Linked DNA regions of Sus scrofa: region 1 is linked to region 2. Evidence: chromatin contacts called from public Hi-C data. All regions are on one chromosome and are shown on one strand. Each heading gives the region's core, a stretch centred on a gene start, on an enhancer-like site or on the middle of the called end of the contact. The rest is flanking DNA. Distances are from core to core; before and after follow the strand shown. Region 1 holds the start of ARHGAP12 (rho GTPase-activating protein 12). Region 2 overlaps ARHGAP12 (rho GTPase-activating protein 12).

Region 1 (2,700 bases), core at 110-2,609, 45 kb after region 2:
AGGTAAGGAACACCGAATGACAAACTAGTACATCTATCTCTAGGCTACCGGTACCCAACATTTAAATATTAGAGAGGCATGGCAAGGAGCTGGATACTTTAACAACCTCTCACTGCAACATTCAGAGCCTTCCAAGGTCTCACCTTTAGAAGCGGGGGGCAGAATCTGAACCAGATTCCAGCGACTCCTCAATATTCCTTCCTCTACATCATCGCCCCCAAGGAATACGCGCATGAACGGTCAATAAATTCTACCTCCACAGGTCATGATTAACCATCAAGCAGGACGAGGGCTAACTGCCTCTGCCACAACACTTCGCTTGGAATGACGTGAGAACTTTTCATAGTGCTACGCTTTGAACATTTTGCTTTTGCCTTCGCAAGTGCATTTAAAACGACTGCTGCTGCAGCCGACAGGAAAACATCACACGCCTCTAAAACGCAAGGCCGTGCCTTTTGCTCTGCTGATGACCCTGTGGCCGTTTCTTCTCCAGGAGTCTGCGGTAACTTAAGATAAAACACGCCAAGGACAGTCATTCTTAGAAGATAATCAACGACCCCAGAGGAGAGGACAGGGAATTCTTTAAATTTAAGGACCCCGAGGAAATTCCTCGCAGAGAAGCAAATGCCCATTCAGCAGGGGCGGGGCACCTCTACAGACTGCAGAGCCCCGAGCGCCCAGTTTTGAGGTCAAAGCCCTCGAGGGGAGGCCCAGATCCGCTCCGGGGTGGGGTGGGGGGTGCACCCCCTCCAGCGGCTGGGAAGCGGGCACGCGCGGTGGCGGGAGACCAGGAAAGAGGGCGGCACCGCCAGCCTTTTACACACATACACACACACACACACACACACACACACGCCCCGATACCCTCCTTCCTGGGGGCGGGGCGGCGGGCACTGCCCTCTCACAGGAAGTCAGAAAACCGGGGGGCAAAGGAGCCACAACTTCGAGCCATTTAAACCCCGCAGCCCATATCTGCCGACCTGCCGGCGACGGTCCCCGCCCCGAGCCCCGACCCCTCGGGCCGCGCCTCCGGCTGCACTCGCGCCCCTCGGCGCCACCGCGCGCCAGCACACGCCTCCCCCGGCCCCGCAGCCCTCGGCGGGTACAAACCCCAGCCCCAGGCGCCTTTGTGCTGCGCCGCCCGAACTGCCTTCCGCTCGCAAGCCCCCTCACCTCACAGAGAGCGCAGCGGCCTCGCGGGAAGCGGCTCCCTCCCGTGCCGGCGGCAGCAGTGGGGCACCCAGGCGAGCCCGAAGGGCGCTCACTCGGCGGCGGCCGCGGCCGGCGCGTCCCCGCAGGCAGCTCTCCCCGGGAGGGTAAGTTCCAGGGCACGTCGGAGCGCGCCGGCGCGGGGGCGGGGCGGGGAAGCGGTCACGTGGGACGGGGGCGGGGCGCGCCACGTGATGGGGCGGGGCGAGGCGCACGTGACGGCCCGCCGGGCGAGGGGTGACTCGGCCTTGGAGGATCCGGGAGGAGGAGGGGAGGCAGAGGGCGGGGCCGAGGCGCGCGGAGTGGCGCGCTCCTAGAGGGCGGAGGGGGTGTGGATGCTTTGCAAACTCCAGGTGGGAAAAGCTGAGAAAACGCTCCTGGGGAAAAGGAGGGAAGGGTGGACTGGAAAACTTCCGAGACTGGAGTGGTTGGAGTGGGGCTGGGGAGGAGGGGGCCGTGGGCCCGCCCCCACCTCTTTCTCCTGCCGCCTGCCTGCTGGGAACGCTGCCCGGCGTCGGTCAGCGGTTCCTGAACCCGGAAATCCCGCGGGCAGGCTCAGGAAGAGTCCACAGGATACTTCGGTCGGTGAAGTGCAGCTCTGGAGACCCTGGTCCATGACGGGGCTCCTGCTGGGACCGGCAGCGCACACTCCGCTGCAGTCCCGAGGCAGCTGACCGCCGACTCCTCTCCCCGCTGTCCACTGGCCTGTTGTGTGCGCTGCGGTGTTGTTGCCCAAAGTTAGCCCAGTATGCTGCGTTTGCAGGAGATCCGCTGCACTGGGAATGTAGGGGGAGACCTCCTCCTTCCATTGTCGCTTCATCTTTCTCAACCTTAGCTGCCCAAAAAGCCTGTGGACAAGTCCAAAGTCTCCTTCTAAGCTCTAAAATTCAATGACTGAGAAAAATAACTGCTATGTATTAGGACTGCAGACACCATTCATTTAGTAACCAACTGTTGATTGTGTCTGTTATGGCGCCTGGATAAAATGTTAATAGTACTAGGAAAAAAGGCCAAGGTATTATTCAATTGGCTCTTCTCTGTTCTTCACCTCATGCTTGAAGATGCCATTGGCTTCCTTAATCACAAGCTGAACTCCCAGTTTTTCTTTAATGACTGCAAAGAACCCACTGGGATATTGTCAAGACTTTAACAACTCTAGTTTACTACCTTGTTAGAAAATTAAATCTAATGTTCAGGGCGGGGGGCTTAAAGTTGTAAGATACTCTCCTCTCTCAAAGAAAAGGTACTTAAGCCTGAGACCATACTGTCTCTATCAGTACACTCAAGACCCCCTTTCCTTGGCATGGGTAGTCTTTTCTGTCTCCCTCAGTTTCTAACGAGTTCTTTGCCATGCCTTTGTTCAGTAGAGTATTACTACCATGTGCTTCTGAAACTATTTTCCATAGAATCCCTTGTGATCTCTTTCTAGAACCAAAACAGGGACAGACAGCGGAAAAGCAACTGTGCCCGGATGGGAATGTCCTGATAACT
Region 2 (2,700 bases), core at 117-2,616:
TGGTAAACATTTCTTCTGTGGAGTTCCCTTGTGGTGCACTGGGTTAAGGATCCAGCGCTGTCACTGCAGCAGCTCAGGCCAAGCTGTGGTACAAGTTCCATCCCTGACCTGAGAACCTCCACATACTGCAGAACATTAACTTCTGGATGCATCAGTGGGGGCGTCCTCAGAAGAGATTAGCATGTCCATCAGCAGACTGTGTCAAGAAGACTGTCTTCTCACCAAAAGGGGTGAGCATCATCCAATAGTTCAGGGCCTCAGCAGAACAAAAAGGCAGGGGAAGAATGTGAGCTGAGACAACATGTCTCCCGCCCTAGGACCAGGCCCCCACCACGTCTGACTTGGAATGCATTACACAACTGGCCCTCCTAGTTCTCCAGCCTGCAGAGAGCAGATCCTGGGACTTCTCAGCCTGCAGAACTGCATGAGCCAATTCCTATAATAAATCTCCTCTGACATATATCTACATATAACCCACTCGCTCTGTTTCTCTGGAGAACCTTGACTGATAGAGATAGATACGCAGGAGTTCTCACATGTCTGCAGCACCTGAACGCAGGTTTGCGCTCCGGCCCAGCACAGTGGGTTAAAGGATCCAGAGTTGCTGCAGCTGTGGCATAGGCTACACATGCAGCTCAGATCTGAGGAACGCCATATGCCACGGGGTGACCAAAAAAAGGAGGGAAAAAAAAAAAAGGAAGTGTATACCCAGATTTCTTTTGAAACTCCTTAAATAAGACTTGGTGCGTACAGGGAGGGGGGGGAATCAATGAGCAGCTAAATTTAAAAGCAGTTTCTTTTTGCTCCTCTCAACCCCATCATATAGCCTTCTTCCCGGGGGCGGGGGGGGGAAATAAAACATTCTACTTATATTTCAAAGTGCAGGATACAAAATTCACTTAATAAATGTACTCCAGTTCTACAGAGAGGTTCTGCAAGTCAAAACTGTAATTTGTTTTCCACGATCCTTAGTCTCCTTTCAGGGCCCTTCCAAACCTCTCCATCAAAACTAGGTCTCAGGATTTTCAGAAAAGATTCCTAAATACAAAAAGACCTGTTTCCCACAGCTCAATTTAACCCCACTCCTCAGCTAAAGACTCCCTGTTACCCTACTCTGTTCCAAGGCTCATTTGAGACCTGGCAGCTCCCTTTGCTTCAAATCAGTTATTTATATGCTTGTTTCTTGTCATCAGGTAACTGGACATTCACAGGAGAAATAAAAAGGTTTTCGTTCAGGGTTCAGAAGTCTCTCCACATAAAAGTAGACAAACAAGAAGATCTGTGACAGAGATCTAAATTCAGTTAAGATTTAACTTCTTGCCTAGTTTGCCCTTTTGGGAGACTGCTGCTCTTCAGAATGAGACATACTGAAAGTGGACAAAAGATGCCTGCTTCCTTTTGCAGAAGAAAATGCTAGCCATAGGAAGAAACAAGTCTGCTTATCAGTTTTCTGGTTTCATGTTCTATTTTGGTGAATGCAAAAACATAAAGTCGATGATACATATGTATCAGAGAAAGTACTATTTTAAGAATATCCATGCCATTTTTCTAATTACAGTACATTTAGCTACCAGAGGAACACTGAGATTTATTAATTTCCATTTAAATCAGTAAAGCTGCAGCTGAAAAGCTAAAAAGATCACATTCCTCTCCACTTGATTGCATCAAGTTTTCTTTAACACTTGGCGATTAAGTTTTTTCTTTGCTTTTCTTTTTTTAAGAATCTCCCATAAAGCTCCTTGATGGTTACAGTAACGGCTTCTACAAGGTTTCTGGCTATTCTCTGCAGTACTTTAAAAAAAAAAACCCGGGGTCAGGAATGGTCAATTGAAGTTTTCTTATGGGAGATAATAAGGAAGCAATAGAACTGATCCACTGTTGTACAAAGGGATCTAGTGTTCATTCATAAAGTAGGGCTCTACTACAAGATATGCTCTGTGCTCACCATCAAATCCCCAGAACCTTGCACCAAACAAGGTATGCAGCTGGTGCTCAACAAATATTTAGTGAATGCATCAACAATTTGATCATTCCAGTAAATCTAAAGTCATTTTTGTTTTATTTTATTCTTTTCCCATCAGTGCTTTTCTTTGCAAATAAAAAATGACTAGGGAGTTCCCGTCGTGGCACAGTGGTTAACAATCCGACTAGGAACCATGAAGTTGCGGGTTCAGTCCCTGCCCTTGCTCAGTGGGTTAACGATCCGGCTGTGGTGTAGGTCGCAGATGCGGCTCGGATCCTGCGTTGCTGTGGCTCTGGTGTAGGCTGGTGGCTACAGCTCTGATTGGACCCCTAGCCTGGGAACCTCCATATGCCGCGGGAGCAGCCCAAGAAATAGCAAAAAGACAAAAAAAAAAAAAAAAAAAAGACTAAAATACTTAATATTTATTTTTTTAAAATCTAACAGTTCTACTAAAACCCACAGTTCAGGAGTTCCCTTTGTGGTGCAGTGGAAACAAATCTGACTAGTATCCATGAGGTGCAGGTTTGATCCCTGGCCTCACTCAGAGGGTCAGGGATCCAGTGTTGCCATGAGCTGTGGTGTAGGTCCCAGATGCAGCTCGGATCTGGCGTTGCTGTGGCTGTGGAGCCTGAAAACTTCCACATGCCGAAGGTGTGGCCCTACCTAAAAAGACAAAAAACAAAAACAAAAACAAAAACAAACCCCACAGTCCACTGTGTGTATTTAAAAACTATTGG

What was found. A called contact is a pair of places that touch in the nucleus more often than the background predicts.
Region 1: a contact with region 2 is called in a Hi-C map of liver, with 6 times the contacts expected there. The contact joins the promoter of ARHGAP12 here to the enhancer-like site in region 2. A contact is called at or near these places in 2 of 5 promoter capture datasets (fetal liver and liver), 4 of 47 Hi-C or Micro-C datasets (embryonic fibroblasts, liver and skeletal muscle) and 1 of 2 datasets of contacts at active chromatin or transcription factors (alveolar macrophages).

What each region holds. Positions count from the first base shown.
Region 1 is chr10:42,575,992-42,578,691 of Sscrofa11.1, forward strand. ARHGAP12 (rho GTPase-activating protein 12) reads right to left here and starts at 1,360. Exons shown (of 18, transcript XM_021064803.1): 1 at 1,174-1,360.
Region 2 is chr10:42,530,880-42,533,579 of Sscrofa11.1, forward strand. The region is part of intron 3 of ARHGAP12 (rho GTPase-activating protein 12); the gene reads right to left. Among named protein-coding and RNA genes, the nearest start is that of ARHGAP12, 45 kb to the right of the region's middle. Within about 2 kb of position 1,367, at least 8 of the 83 cell types and tissues checked have an H3K27ac peak or open chromatin away from gene starts, as enhancers often do. A contact at or near this core is called in liver, where this site is marked.